2 separate regions of the Mus musculus genome follow, and region 2 is linked to region 1. The links are chromatin contacts, called in public promoter capture Hi-C maps. All regions are on one chromosome and are shown on one strand. Each heading gives the region's core, a stretch centred on a gene start, on an enhancer-like site or on the middle of the called end of the contact. The rest is flanking DNA. Distances are from core to core; before and after follow the strand shown.

Evidence for each region. Promoter capture Hi-C pulls out the DNA fragments that hold promoters and counts their contacts.
Region 2: a contact with region 1 is called in a promoter capture Hi-C map of epiblast stem cells, with 5 times the contacts expected there. The contact joins the promoter of Rgs7 here to the enhancer-like site in region 1. A contact is called at or near these places in 10 of 39 promoter capture datasets (the 3T3-L1 cell line, HPC-7-derived erythroid cells, cranial neural crest and 5 more).

What each region holds. Positions count from the first base shown.
Region 1 is chr1:174,605,469-174,612,753 of GRCm38.p6, reverse strand. It overlaps Fmn2 (formin 2), which reads right to left. Exons shown (of 18, transcript NM_019445.2): 5 at 2,802-4,372; 6 at 103-247. Among named protein-coding and RNA genes, the nearest start is that of Fmn2, 110 kb to the right of the region's middle. Within about 2 kb of position 3,628, at least 3 of the 459 cell types and tissues checked have an H3K27ac peak or open chromatin away from gene starts, as enhancers often do. A contact at or near this core is called in epiblast stem cells, where this site is marked.
Region 2 is chr1:175,488,971-175,496,255 of GRCm38.p6, reverse strand. It overlaps Rgs7 (regulator of G protein signaling 7), which reads left to right and starts at 3,711. Exons shown (of 18, transcript NM_001347195.1): 1 at 3,711-3,995; 2 at 5,080-5,203. The coding sequence starts at 5,126.

The sequences.
Region 1 (7,285 bases), core at 2,379-4,878:
CCAAGGAGACACCAATCGTAAACCATATCAAGGCTTCTGTTGTAACCAAAGTTCAGACTGTCTTGGAAGGTCCCTACAGGAAGAAAACACAGAAATACTCACTTGTTTGGCCTTTGTCTTTGAAATTGTGTCAGAAATAGGTTTCTTTCTCTCCTTTACTGCAGTTTTAGAAAATAATTCTTCAAATTCATGACAGTCTATGGATGGCTCTTCAATCTTTTCCCAAATAAGCGAAGGGCTGGAGTCTCTAAAAATTAATCAAAAGACCAATAAAAAACAAAGTCCTATATCATGATGAGCAAAAATAAAGAGGACACAGAGAAAGAAGGGAGAGAGGGAACTGAAGGAAGAAAGATAAGGAAGAAAAATGTGTTATCAACTTGATGAAAAGGTTAAAATGTCTACGTGAATAAGACATTTGTTCAGTGACAATTTCCTGATATTCCTCTTTATGAAGTCACCCCCACGAAAATATCAAAGCAAGCCCCTGTCAGCATGGGCAAGAAGAGCAAGGAAGGTTTGATTTCTTACGTCCCAACCCACTTAGCCTAGTAGATTGAGAGTTTTAAAAAAAAGCAAGTATTTCCAAGACTAGGTGAGGTAGTAAACACCTTTAATCCCATCACTGGGAGTTCAAGGCCAGTTTAGGATACACAGCAAGTTCTAGGTCAAGCCAGATCTGCATTGTAAGATCCTATCTCAAAAAATTAATTAATTGATGGACTAATGCAAACATACATATACATACATGTGTATGTGTGTATGTACATATGTATGAATGTATGTACATTTCAAGGGCTTAAGAAATGACTCAGAAATTAAACACTCTTCTTCCTCTTCCAGATAATCTGAGCCCAGTTCCTAGCACCCACATCAGGCCACTCACAGCCCCCTAGTATTCTAGCTCCAGCCAATTTCACAGCCTCTTCTAGTACCAAGGAGCACCTGTGCCTATGTGCTGTATACACATGCATATAAAAATAAATAAAAGCCTCTATCAAAGATAAATATTTCTAAGACAACGCCCCCTTGTGGCACATTGCCAGCCACCTGCCCACTGTCAGTTCCCTTCTCAGTAGCTCCTTGTTTGTGCTGTGCCACTAAGAAGACGTAAATATCCTTTATAAAATGTAAATAATGAAGTAGAGCACCATATCCTGGATTTGGAAAGAGCAGGCTTGACTAGAGGTCAGAATGATTCATCAGGGACTGCAGAGATGGTTCACTGTCTGCTCTTCCAGTGGTCCTGAGTTCAATTCCCAGCAGCCACATGGTAGCTCACACCCATTTTTATTGGTATCTAATGCCCTCTACCGGTGTTCATGCAGATAGAATACTCACATATAAATCTTATTTTTTTTAAAAAAAATCAATGTATATAAATTGCAAGACACTCATATGAAGAATAGACCAGAAATGGGGGTCAGGATATAGAGTGTATCTGTTGGTACTCTGGTATGGTCCTCCCCAGTTACCTGGCAACAGCCAAGTAGGCCTGGCCCACTATAAAAGTGGCTGCTTGCCCCCTCCTCACTCTCTTTGTCTCTCTTAACTCTTACTCTTGTCTCTTGCCCTCTTGCTCCCCCTCCTCTCCCCATTCCCTTCCCCCCTCTCTCCACGTGGTCATGGCCGGCCTCTACTTCTCTCCTCTCTCCTCTCTGCCTTTCTCTGCCTCTACTACTCTCTTAACTCCCCTCTTCATGCCCTAAATAAACTCTATTCTATGCTACACGGTCGTGTAGCTGATCCCTCAGGGGGAAGGGATGTCTTGGCATCAGCGCACAGAGACATCTCCTTCCGCCACACCTCACCACACCCCGGCAGAACTATCTTGATGTTCCTTTATCTTTTTATGATCGCAACAATATCCTCTCCTGAAAAGGTTTAGTGAAGAGGAAAATCAATACAAAAATTGCAATGGAACCTTGTTCCTAAATGTGTACCCCTTCGTTCAAATACATCAAGGAATTATAATAAAATAGAATTTTAAAAGCCAGTGGCATCCAAAGCAGGTGCCTTTCGCACCTTTCTCCCTGGATTTAATGACCAAGCTTCCCAGCACAGTCTCAGAGACCGGGGATTAGATTGCATGTGGACAAACCTGAACACCCTGGGTGAAAAGGTCTTACTTCACAATGGCCATTCCCAACCATGATGGTGTGACTTGGCCTTGTCCCCCAGAAGTCCCAGGGCACTCTCAAAGGTAAGTTACTTAATACACATAAATTACATATAGTTTCAGGTGGTGTGTTTCTCAAGAAAGACTTTTTATGAACAAGACAGAATCCTAATGCGAGTTCATCCCATAGAGTCAGTTTGCCTATGTTTTCTGTTTACATTCTTGCAATTGGTTGATAATAATTTATTAGCAAAAGCAAAGAGTGTACGCTATTTATGGCACAAACATGCCTGCTTCTCTGCCCTGGGTGCTTTTACAGGCAAGCCTTGCTTCAGATGGTTTGAGCATATGGGGCAGTCAAGACCTGCAACTACAGGCAAAAGCATGTATGCTAAGAAAAATAGACCCCTCTATCCTTAAAACAACAAAAAAATAAACCAGTATAATAGATATAATTTAATCTCAGACAGAGATGTAAAAATGCCATTTTTTTTCTACCTTTGATACTGTAGGAGAAAAGTCTGCAAAGGTTAAATAATTGCTCCAGGAAACACTGATGTTAAAATCTTACATGTTTTATAGTTGTATATATAATTCATTTAATTATACTTTCCCATGAAGTTCTACAGTAAGTGTCCCCTGGTGGAAAGAAACCAAAGGTCCAAGCTTGCTTTTGGGTTACCTTTTACTATGGAGTTGAATTCTTGTCCAATAGAGAGGCTTCATTGGCCGGCAAGGCTCGATCAGCTGCTTCCTAGCCACTCTGTCCTGATTCATCCCTAATCCAAACAAGCCAGTGGGCAATGGAGGAAAAAGAAATCCACACCCTTGAGGTGCTGCTGGTAAAGTGCTACTCCCAACTTGTGAGGAGTGTGGAGGACCTGAGCCAGGCAACAGTGGGGGTGGGGGGATGCCTGCCCCAGGGGGAGGTGGGGCGGGAGGTGGAACCCCCATACCTGGTAGAGGAGGTGGTGGAGGAATAGCAACTCCAGGTAGAGCAGGAGGAGGGGGTATGCCTGATCCAGGTAAAGGAGGGGGAGGGGGTATTCCCACTCCTGGAAGTGGAGGGGGTGGGGGTATTCCCACTCCAGGAAGAGGAGGAGGAGGGGGTATGCCCACTCCAGGAAGAGGAGGAGGAGGGGGTATTCCCACTCCAGGTAAAGGAGGGGGAGGAGGTATTCCCACTCCAGGAAGAGGAGGAGGAGGGGGTATTCCCACTCCAGGAAGAGGAGGAGGAGGGGGTATGCCCACTCCAGGAAGAGGAGGAGGAGGGGGTATGCCCACTCCAGGTAGAGGAGGGGGAGGAGGTATTCCCATTCCAGGGAGAGGAGGTAGGGGAGATATTCCCATTCCAGGGAGAGGAGGTGGGGGAGGTATTCCCATTCCAGGGAGAGGAGGTGGGGGAGGTATTCCCATTCCAGGGAGAGGAGGGGCAGGGGGAGGAGGGGGTACTCCTAGCCCAGGAAGAGGAGGAGGTTGGGGAGGGGCTGGCAGCATTTCTGGTCCCTGTAGATTGCTAAATTGTAGGGCTGGGGCTGTAGGACTGGGCAGAGCAGGCACTGTTATGTCAGAGAGACAGGGAGGTGGGGGAATTGCCATGCCCAGGCCAGGCATGAAACTGGAGGACTCTGTACAAGGCAGAGGTGGTGCGGGTGGGACATTACAGTTGTTTCCAAAGGAGGAGGAAACAGAATGTTCATGGCTGGTTTCTGACTCAGTATGCAGAGAAGGTTGGGAGGGCTGTCCCTGACTATCAGACCCAAGGAGAGGAGGAGGTGGTGGTAGTTGTGATGCACTCTGTATCTGTTGGGCATCCAGCTGTACTGATATTCTCCTTGGAGACACAATCAGAGAAATCTCTGAACAGAATTTTGTCTGAGGTCCAGAGGGTGAGGTTAGAAGGGCTGACTCTCCACTTGCAGCTGCAGGGGACCCCAGAAGACCCTCTGGTGGTGCCTTTGGAGGTGGCAATGTCAGGATTCTACCTTCTTCTGTTGGGGAAGTCTGTATTGATTTTGCCTCAAGAGTCCTTGGAGGCTGTGCAACCTTCCCATGCAATACAAGAGCATCTAGACTGACGTCTGCAGAGGCTGTCAATCCATTCTCAAGTCCTGAGAGGCCTCTGGGTCCCTCCAAGTCCAGGGCTGGATATTGCTTCTCTAGCTCAGCTATTTTTGTGCGTAGATCCTCGATGGTCTGTTCCAGTTGCTGAATTACAGTTGCCTGTCCTTCAGACTTCACATCGAAAACTTCCTAAGAGACAAGGGCAGCCACAATTAGTAAGACAGTGGAAAAATACAAATATCTAAAGAGGAATGGGAAAATTACACAAAGTCACACTGGGACTGCCTCCAGAAATATCCTGCCACAGAAAGATTTTACGGTAATTTCAGGGTGTACCCCCTTTTCTACCCTTGGATTTTAAAGTGGTTCAGACATACTCCCATTGGCTCCTAAAATCTTTGTCTGTCTCACCTTTATACAATGCCACCGAGGATGGGTGACACTGAAGGTTAGTTTTAAATGTCAACTTATCACAACCTAGAATCACCTGGGAAAAGAGTGATAAAGAGGAAGTACCTAAATCAAGTCAGCCGGTGGACAAGTCTATGTGTGGTTGCCTTGGTTACTTTCATGGATGTGGGATGAAGTACCCACCCTGATAGGGCCCTGAACTGTAGATAAGTAAAGAAAGCTAGCAGAGAAGAGAGAAATGAATGGATGTTCTGCTCCAAACTGGGGGTGCATCCTGACTCGCTGCTTCAGGTTTCTGCCTTGAGTTCTCTTGGATAATGGACTGTAACCCAAAATTACAAGGCATATGTTATTTCTCCCTGATGATTTGGTCTTGGTAAGTGTGTTCTATCTCAATAACAAAAATAAAACTAGAATAGTTCCAATGACTCGATTGTGGTAAGAGTATTTTATCACAATAACAGAAATAAAATTAGAATAGTACCCCTGAACAGGGAAGAATATTCTACAAGATAAATCTTTGCCTTCCTGACTATGCTATTGCTATTGATTATGCTATTGATGCTATTAGGGCATTCTCCCAAAGGCTCTGGAAGTTACCTTTGAATATTAAAGGCAATCACTAGCTTTTAGAAGTGGTAAGAGTCTCCAATAAGAATAAGTGATAGGTTATTGACACACAAAACAATGGGCATATATATTATGAATGTATATCATAATCTTATTATCACATTTTCTACAATTTTAATATTTTACTCAAAGCATTTCAAAAAGTGTTCACTGATGGTTCTCCAAAAGTTATAGAGATAGACATTTTGAATGGGCAAATGTTAAGCATACATATGATTTATATAAACTTAGGCACACATGTAAATCCTTACTTCATTATTTTCAACAATATCTACACAAAAGGCCATAATATTAATATATACAAGTGGTGTAATATATTTTCTATGTAGTCCATGGTAAAAGATATCCTTATTTTATTTACCCTATTTTATTCCCAATTTGACCATTGTACGAATTTCCATGCTATAGTTAGAATGTTATCAAACAAAAGTAACATAACCAAAATGAGAAACTCTAACACTGAAACTCGCCTAAACAAGTCCTTGACCATTCAGCTTTTTTTTCTTCACACCACATTACTCAAATGTGTAGTATCCTCATTTTCCTTGTATGCTGGTAAATGTGGCTTCTAAATATTAATCAGAGTTCTTATCCATTTCCACTAGTGGTTATAAAAAGGTTCCTTGAAGACCCAGTGAGATGGCTTAGCAAGTAAAAGCACTTATTAGCTAGTCCAACAACCTGCATTTGATCCCCAGAACCCACATGCTAGGAGGAGGGAGCCTACTGATGTCAGTTGCTTTCTTCCTTCCACGAGCACACTGTGACATTCATGTGCCTTCACACACACAAAATAAACAAATGAGAAAGTAAAAGTGTAAGTTTATTGATGAGTGAAATGCAGTAAAAAAAAAAAAATTACAGAAGAGACTTCCCAAACCCAATACTTAAATGCTATTAATTAAGCTATCCATTTTTATCATCAATTTAAATATAGTAAAACTAGAATAAAATCACTGGTCATCTGGAAAAATAAAGTGAAAGAAGAAAATGATTTTGTTATAATGGCTACACACTGTAACAGCTATTATAGTCCTAACAAAGATTTATGGCCACATATTCATAGACCATTACTCAAACATACTCAAAGCTAGTGACAGTAGGAATTATAGTAGCAGCAACAGGGAATATTTTAAAATTTGTAATTATATAGCCAGTCAGTAAGAGGTTAAAAAAAAGTCATATTTCACAAGGTAACTGGTAGCAGGCAAAGTCTTCTGGAGGGGTTCACTTTGACATGGCGGCAGCCATGTTGGGTTATGATATCCTGATTATTCTTATGTAAGCCTCATCAGCCTTCCCTTAGAGTTTCCCAACACACTATAAGAGACAAGACTATTGGAGTGGTATGTGGAGCTTTATGACTGGGCTTTAATGCTAGGAATGTCCCTGGCATTAATATTAGTGTGAAATAAGCCAGTTGTACGCTTGCTCGGATAAAGCCACATCTGACTTCACCAGTATACACAACTTTACTTCTGACTCTAATCAAGGGGATTCGTTGTTTCTGCTGCTTCCAAGGACCTCAGTTCTGTGACTAAGTATCTAATAAATTGTGATCCTCAAGCTGTCTGCCTCCTTCAGAGCCACAGCATCTTGGAACCAGTTCTCACACACTGGGGCTGAACTGCTTAGAACAATCTCTTGAGTGGAGTCCGCTCTAGATACTGTTGCAATTATTGGCCTGCCCAACTAAATGCTCCCTTCTTCTGTTTGTAGAAATAGGAAGAAAATGACACTTAAAGATTCCCTTGCAGCTAGGTTTAACCTGCTGGATGATGTCACAGAGAGGTTTAGAGTAGAAAACACTAAGAGCCATGCTGAGTGTGAGTGACAGTGGGGGTTTGAATACTTAAAGCTTCTTTGGAACAAATATAAAACTTGGACTCTAATTTGTGACTGTCACCTCAAAAGTTTCAAATTTCTGGGTTGATTAAGATTCAAAAGCTGAAATTTTCAGCTTAGAGGAACATCCTTCAAACTTTCCAACTTATCCACTAAAACATTTCACCAAGCACCAAGCCAGTGTGTTCAACTCGTTTAGTATCAAAGCCTAATTGG
Region 2 (7,285 bases), core at 2,462-4,961, 880 kb before region 1:
ATTATCCTGTAAACCATCAATGGACTGCTGAGAACAGCAGCCCCTTTCACAGGCTTCTCCACTTTCTGCTTGTCCTGTCTCACTGTTTTTACATAGCAAATAGCCTCATCTTAATAATGAGTTCTCTTCTCAAAAATCAAAATGCTCTCTCAATGTTACCATTTAATTAGCTCTCCCTGTGACATGGGTGTGTGATGGGAAGGGCCTCTGTTCTTCCCCATGATGACACAGAGGAAGCCGGTTTGAAGGGCAGGTCAGCTTTCTCTAAGATGGGGCTTGAAGCTACTTAGCTCAGTTCAGTATTGTTGACTGCTGTTTTTCCCGTCTGTAAGCTGTGCTCATGGTCTCTTGCCCCACTGTCGAGGTCATAAGTAACTAGAGGTCTACTCCCAGTCAGACAGATATTCCATGTCTGAGGCTGGAGGAGTGAACAGGAGAGGAAATGCTGGTGGCATCATTGGTCTTAAACTTTTCAAAAGGGAGAAATACCAGCATCCTCTGTAAGCAAGCTGCAGTCATGTCACAAGAAACAGATTCAACCAGTGTAAGAAAGGAAAGGATCATGGGAGGATGCGTTATTTTAATTAGGGTTAACACAATAAGGCTCACTGGGAGGGTATCTTCTGAGATAAGAATGGAAGATGACACCAACATTTGAGGGCAGAACATTCCAGATAGGAGGGATAGCCAGTGCAAATGTCCTGTGGCACCAGAATATGGACTTTATCCACTTATAAATGCATCATGAAACAAGGAGACCCCATGACTGGAGCAGAGTGGCCCAGTGGACTGGCTAGCTTTGGCCAACTAACATCAACTAGATTAATTTTAACTGAGGAATTGCCTACATCAGCTTGGCCTATGGCCACCTCTTTGAGGCATTTTTGTAGGAGGACTAAGCCCACTGAGGGTGGTGCCATCCTTTGACTGTATAGGAAAAGTAGGTAAGCAAGCCAGCAGAGGTCAGTCATTTAGCTGAGCTCCTCCAAGGTCCCTGTTTCAGTTCTTGCCTCTGGGTTCCTGACTCGAGTTTCTACCTTGACTTTCTTTGATGATGGACTGTACACCAAATATTCCGTTTCCTTCCCCAAATCGGTCTTGCTTACCATTTTATCACAGCAATAAAAAGGAAAACGAGGACACCAGATTAGCATATGAAATTCAGAATGGTAACCGCATATTCATCTAACCCTACCTGCTGCTGGTGTCTCAAGGACACCCTTTAGTTTGACTGGCTTACATCCTTTGGGAGGTGCTGGATAGAGAAATCACATAGCAGTTACATTTGAAATGAACACTCTGGCTGCTCTGCATGGAACCTGTTGATTGGGTTGATGGAAGGTATGGGAGGGGGGCATCTGTTTTTCTCCCCAAACTTGATTGCACACTCCCTGAAGATCAAAGCTACCTACTGGATTTGTTCAAATTCTTTGTAGAAGAATAGGAATCTTCCATTCACAGTAAATAAATAAAAATAAATAAATACTTTCAGAATAAAAATGGGTTCCTGCATCGGTGGGTAATAACTTAGGATGCCTAAGCTTCCAATTATTTATAAAAATAGATGTTCATAAAAATAGGTACTGTTTCTATTATTTCAAAAATATTGATACAATTGAACTTCCTTCCCTAGGTGAAACCATTGAAGTTAGATTTATTTCTCTTGGTGGAACTATTAAAGTTTGACGTTTAAAATGAAACAAAACAAACAAACAAACAAAAAACCCCCTTTTAAATGTCCTTTGGGGGGTTGATGAGGTTATAGGTAGGTCTTTTGCCTAGTGCTCAGAAGGTCCCATCTGGCATATAAAATGCATATAGTACCACATTTAAGAATTTCATTTGTTTAACAAAAATATTACAGTACATAAATGGATGGTAGAGAAAATAGTAAGACTAATTTGAATAATGACAGTTGAGAATCATGAGAACGTTAAAATATAAGATACAGATGGATTTGGTGGTATCTAGGCTATTTCTTCTAGTCTAGATCTGAATAATGCGAGTCCCTGGAAATTGTAAGGTGATAAATATAATATTGCATACTGATAGAGTTATGAGTTGTCTCCTGAATTGAATCTTCCTCCTTAGTTCTTTCCTGGCAACTGTAACTATCCTTACAGGCTCCTTCAGGCCATTTCATTTAGGGCAAAGTGGTGAGCACACCCAGTGACTTTTTCCATATCTATCTATATCTAAAAGCACATGAGTATCCAGACAGTAGAGAGAGCAAGGGGAAAGGAAGGAAGGGAGGCAGGGGGCTGAAGAGAGAGCAGCCGGTTTCAGCTAGAGTAAGACCACCAAGAAACTATTAGGAGAGAATGGAAACAAAGAGAATTTCCCTAACAGTGGAAAGATTTGGGGAAATTGATGGAAAGTAGGGAGAGAAGTCAGACATGGCTGTGGGTAACCTGGCCTGGGAACGTGATCCTGTAGTATTTAGAACATGGGTACGGATAGATAAATGCTACTTTGAATGACACCTGAAAGAGCCTGGGTGAGGCTGGAAACGTGACTGGTACCCACAGATATTTGGATAGCAGTTATATTAAGGTTTACCCTGCTTGGAGAAGCAGCCACAGATGGCACTGGATAGCCAATTCTGGTGCCACCGGTTTGTAATCCCAGCTGTTTGGAAGGCTGAGGCAGGAGAATGTTGAATTTAAGGTCTGTTTGGGCTAAACTGAGTTTAAGACCAGCCTGGTTGGACGCTGTCTCAAAAGTGAAAAACAAACAAACAAACAAACAAACAAACGAAGGTGCTGGTAGAGAGGGTTGTGAATGGGATGCAGCTCATTGGCAGGGGCCTTAGGTTTAGTCCGCCTACACACACAAATCACACTGGCTAAATCGTCTTTATCCTCAGTCCTATAGAGGAAGCCTTCTCAGATGTTCAGATTCCCACAACTTCCTAATGTCCCAGAAAGCTGGGTACATTTCACGAGGACAAAAACTTTTTTCTTTAATGTCTTCCCAGTCCTTGAAAAATTAGTGCCGGAAACCTGAAGAATTTCTGGGGTTCGGGGTATCAGCAACCCCAGACCCTTTGTGATTCTGTGAACCCCAGTAGAGGACAAGGACTAAAGACAAGTTTCTCTGAGCCCAGTAGGTTAGACCAGCCAGACATCAGCCATGGGCCTTCAATGTCACAGGTGGTGAGATTGTTCGCTTTTGGTAGAGGCCTCCAAATTCCTTCCCGGTATTTCCAACTTAATAGGAGGCAGTGAAAGTCATGGGCAAACAGGCTGGAGTGAGGAAGGGGGCCTGCCAATGAGTCATTTGGTCCTGGCCATTGCTTTCACTTCTGGGATATTCCAGCATCTCTCTGGGCTGTTACTTAAGCATAAGGATTATCAATCATTTGCTTCCCTAGTTCTGCCAGCAGGGTCGCCAGGAGCGCGATGCAGACCTGCCAGCCGCAGGGGGCCTTATCCATTCATCCATTTACCCACTCACCCACCCTTTCACCCACCTACCCATCCACCCACCCTCCGCCAAGCCCTTCCTCCTGCTTAGCTCAGTTTGGCTCTCCAGGCCTGCGGCGGCGCGTGGGCTTGCCAGCGCGGGGGACAGGGCCTGTGCTCCCGAGGGGTTGCGGGGTCGGGAGGCCGGGGACACCCAGGGGTGTGGCGGCGGCGAAGCCGAGCCCGTCCGAGCCGGCACCTTCGGGCGTCCCTGTCCCACGTGACTGTCGCCTCCTCCCTCCTCCCAGTCGCGCGCGCACGGGCCAGGCGTCTCGACTCCCGCGCGCGCTCGACTGGTCCCAGTCCCCGGGAGGAGAAGCGGAGGAGGGAACGAGCGAGGCGGCCCGGGGGAGCGGGCGCGAGCGGCGGCTGCCGGGGCCGCCTGTGCACCGCGGCGAGGGTGGCGGTGGCCTGAGCAGCGCGAGTGTGATGAGGCTGCCCTGCCTCGCAGCTCCGCTCGCAGCCAGCTGACAGCGCCTGCCCTCAGCACACCCGGAGGGGAGCCGCGGGGCCGTGACCTTGGCCGAGGAGGTAACCGGAGGGAGCGGAAGGGGAGGAGGCGGCGCCACCTGGAGTCCCCGGGACCCCTGGTCCCGCACCCGGTCCTCGCCCTGCGACGACGGGAGTCACGGTCCCCAATGAGTGGCGCGCCCGGCCGGCCGGGCTGGGGCGCTGCGCACGCCGCGGTCCACGGTGCTGAAACTGCTGCCCGGTGTGGCCAGTGCCTGGATGAGGGGCAAGGCTGCCTGCCATTTGCTGCCTCCGAGAGCAAGGGCCGAGCAGGATGAGCTGGGACCCAGATTTCTCTGCTCTTCTGGCTGATTGTTCCAGGCTTGTGCAGTTAGCTTGCTCTCGGAGGTGAGCCAGGTGATTGCTCAAGGCTTGACTTCCCATCAGCCTTGGGTTGCTTGGACCTAATTTGGAAGCTTTCTTCCAAAGATTAGTCAGGATCAGGTCCAGACTTAGCGCACCGAGGTGGGAGCACAGAGGAGCCATGGGCTGGCAGTGAAAGCAGGTGAAAGTGGAAAAGCCTATGTATGCCCAGGCTGTGTGGGGAGCCCAAGAAATGGAGAACAAACATGTGCCTGAAAAGAACACTTGTGGGGAAGGGGCCTCTGTCGCGCCTGCCATGGGAAACTAGCTGGCTACTAGGAGAAAGTGGGCTGCAGCGGGTGTTGGCTTTCTGCCCTTTGGGGAGAACCGCATCAAGTGGAGCAGCAAGTATCCAGGGAGAACAGTGGGTATTAGGGAAGTGCCAACCATGGGGTTTTTAAGTAAGTACCTAATACTTTTAAAAAGAGAGTATTCACAAAATGAAGTCCACAAAAACCTTAGCTAGCTGACTATTTCGAACTGGAAGGTTGTCTGTTGAGATTTCCTGGGGCTACTACAGATGTAAACTTCTGCCTTTGTATTTCTTTAAAAAAGAAAAACTCCATGTCTGGTGTTCTCCTCATCCCAGAAATGAAAGAATTCTTCCCGTGGTTTGGGTACTGTGAACATGAAGGTGTGTGTGTGTGTGTGTGTGTGTGTGTGTGTGTGTGTGTGTGTTGGCGGATGTCTGTTCCCCCCAGGACTACCAGGCTCTCACTAGAGGCTCTCTAATTCTTTGCAGGGCAGATTGATCATCCTTGTATCTGAGCTACCAAGTTCTGGGTGAAATGGCTCAGGGAAATAATTATGGACAGACCAGCAACGGGGTGGCGGACGAATCACCCAACATGCTGGTGTACAGAAAGGTAAGAATTCTTCACTTCCCTAGGAAACGGGAAACTTCAGCTTGATTTCTTTTTCTTTCTTTCTTTCTTTCTTTCTTTCTTTCTTTCTTTCTTTCTTTCTTTCTTTCTTTCTTTCTTTCTTCCTTCCTTCCTTCCTTCCTTCCTTTCTTTCTCTTTCTTTCTTTCTTTCTTTCTTTCTTTCTTTCTTTCTTTCTTTCTTCCTTCCTTCCTTCCTTTCCCTTCCTTCCTTCCTTCCTTCCTTCCTTCCTTCCTTCCTTCCTTCCTCCCTCCCTCCCTCCCTTCCTTTCCTTCCTTCCTCTTTCCTTTATTCCTTCCCCTTTCCTTTATTCCTTCCTTTTGTCCTTCCTTCCTTCCTTCTTTCCTTCCTTCCTTCCTTTTTCTTCTTTCTTTTGCCTGAATCAGAGTATTTATCAACTTTGTGAACTCCCAGAGCATCAATGGTTAAGTACTGCACTAAAAGATGATCAGATGCTCCTAAGTGACAGGAAGTACACGAGTCCTAGCACATTCCCTGATGATTGTTAGAGTCACCTGTCCTTAGAAGCTACACTGGCTATTCAATGTGTTATGTTATTCCACTTGATTCAATACCATCCCTTGCAATTGTTTCAGAAGCTGTTTTAAAACCATTAGGTTATAATAATTTCTTAAGTGCACCGAAGTTTGGAAAGCAAAGGATGGCTTTGCAGGTCTGTAGTGAGGGTGACTCTATCCGTGGACGTGTATGCTTTCATAAGTTTGCTCCCAGCTAGATGACTCCAGTTCTTTCAGTCTTAACCTAGTTTTCCTTTGTATTATTTCTGTGATTTTGTCTATAACATCTATGTTATAGTGTCATATGCCCATGGGATAAATCTGTACAATCCAGATCCCCCTTCTGCAACCATATCTAACAGTTTTCTGTCATGCTTTCAGCAACAAACTTCTAGACATTGAGCCACGTTTGGGTTTTGCCTGTGCTTTGGAATGGTTGCTTAGGAAACTTCAAGATGGTTATAATCAACAAGCTTACTAAAATTAAGGATGCAGTATTCTTTATGTAACTTCTACATTGATATTTTTTTTCCTTTTGTAGTTTTTACTGGAATCATTTTTCTTAAGCATATTACCTGGGGTGTGTCTTGGCTCAGATTTCATTAGTTGACACTGACAGTGGCCAGTGGAAATCATCCTCTGAGGTCAAGAATGTTATTAAGGGTTTTGATTAGCAAGCATTCACTGGATCCAGCATAAATGTAGCTCTGTGAGGTATGAACTGGTTGTGAATACAGAGGAAAGGCTGAATGCAGAATCCCAACTATACTTGTGTGGCCCAGAGACATTAGAAGGTAGCCAGGAATGAGCTGGGGGAATAGTGACATCACTCTAAGCAGATGCATGATGTCAGGACACAATACTAACTGCTTATCCTGTAGCCTGTGAATAGTGTTATTCTGTATACTTATAAATTTAGCCAGATGTGTGTGAGACGGTACAGAATGAAAGGGAAGAAAAATAAGGGACTAGATGACTATTTCCATCATTTTATTCAAATAGATGAATTAAGATTATCATGCACGTGAACTTAAGTCATGGCTACTTCATCCGGCCACTGAATGAAGTAACTGTGCTTGCATATTTTACATACAGAGTTGATCTAGAGATAAAAAAATATTCTTGTGGTATTTAGGTACTTTAAAGTAACTCTAATATTTTATTTTATTTTGAATGTTGTAACATGCAAGATGTGAGAATTTAAAAAATCTATCCTAGGAGTTTATGCAGTATGTAGGGCTGTACTTTTAGAGTCCCCTAAATTATGGTAGCAAGCTATGTCCGTTAAATCTCACAGCTGAATTCCCTTTCTGTTTGCCTATAAACAGTTGACGGCTTGGATATCATTATTCGATTACTTGCTATACTGACTCAGATTGCTAAGTCTGAATTTGCTTTATAGATTGTATAGTCTCAAATGCTGTTAGTTTTAAGTGTAAACTTATAGGTTTCATGGAGATTTTAAGGAATCTAACTTTTTGTCCTTTGAGGTATGGCCTCACTATGTAGCCCTGGCTAGGCTTTAACTTGCAACTGTTCTCCTAACTC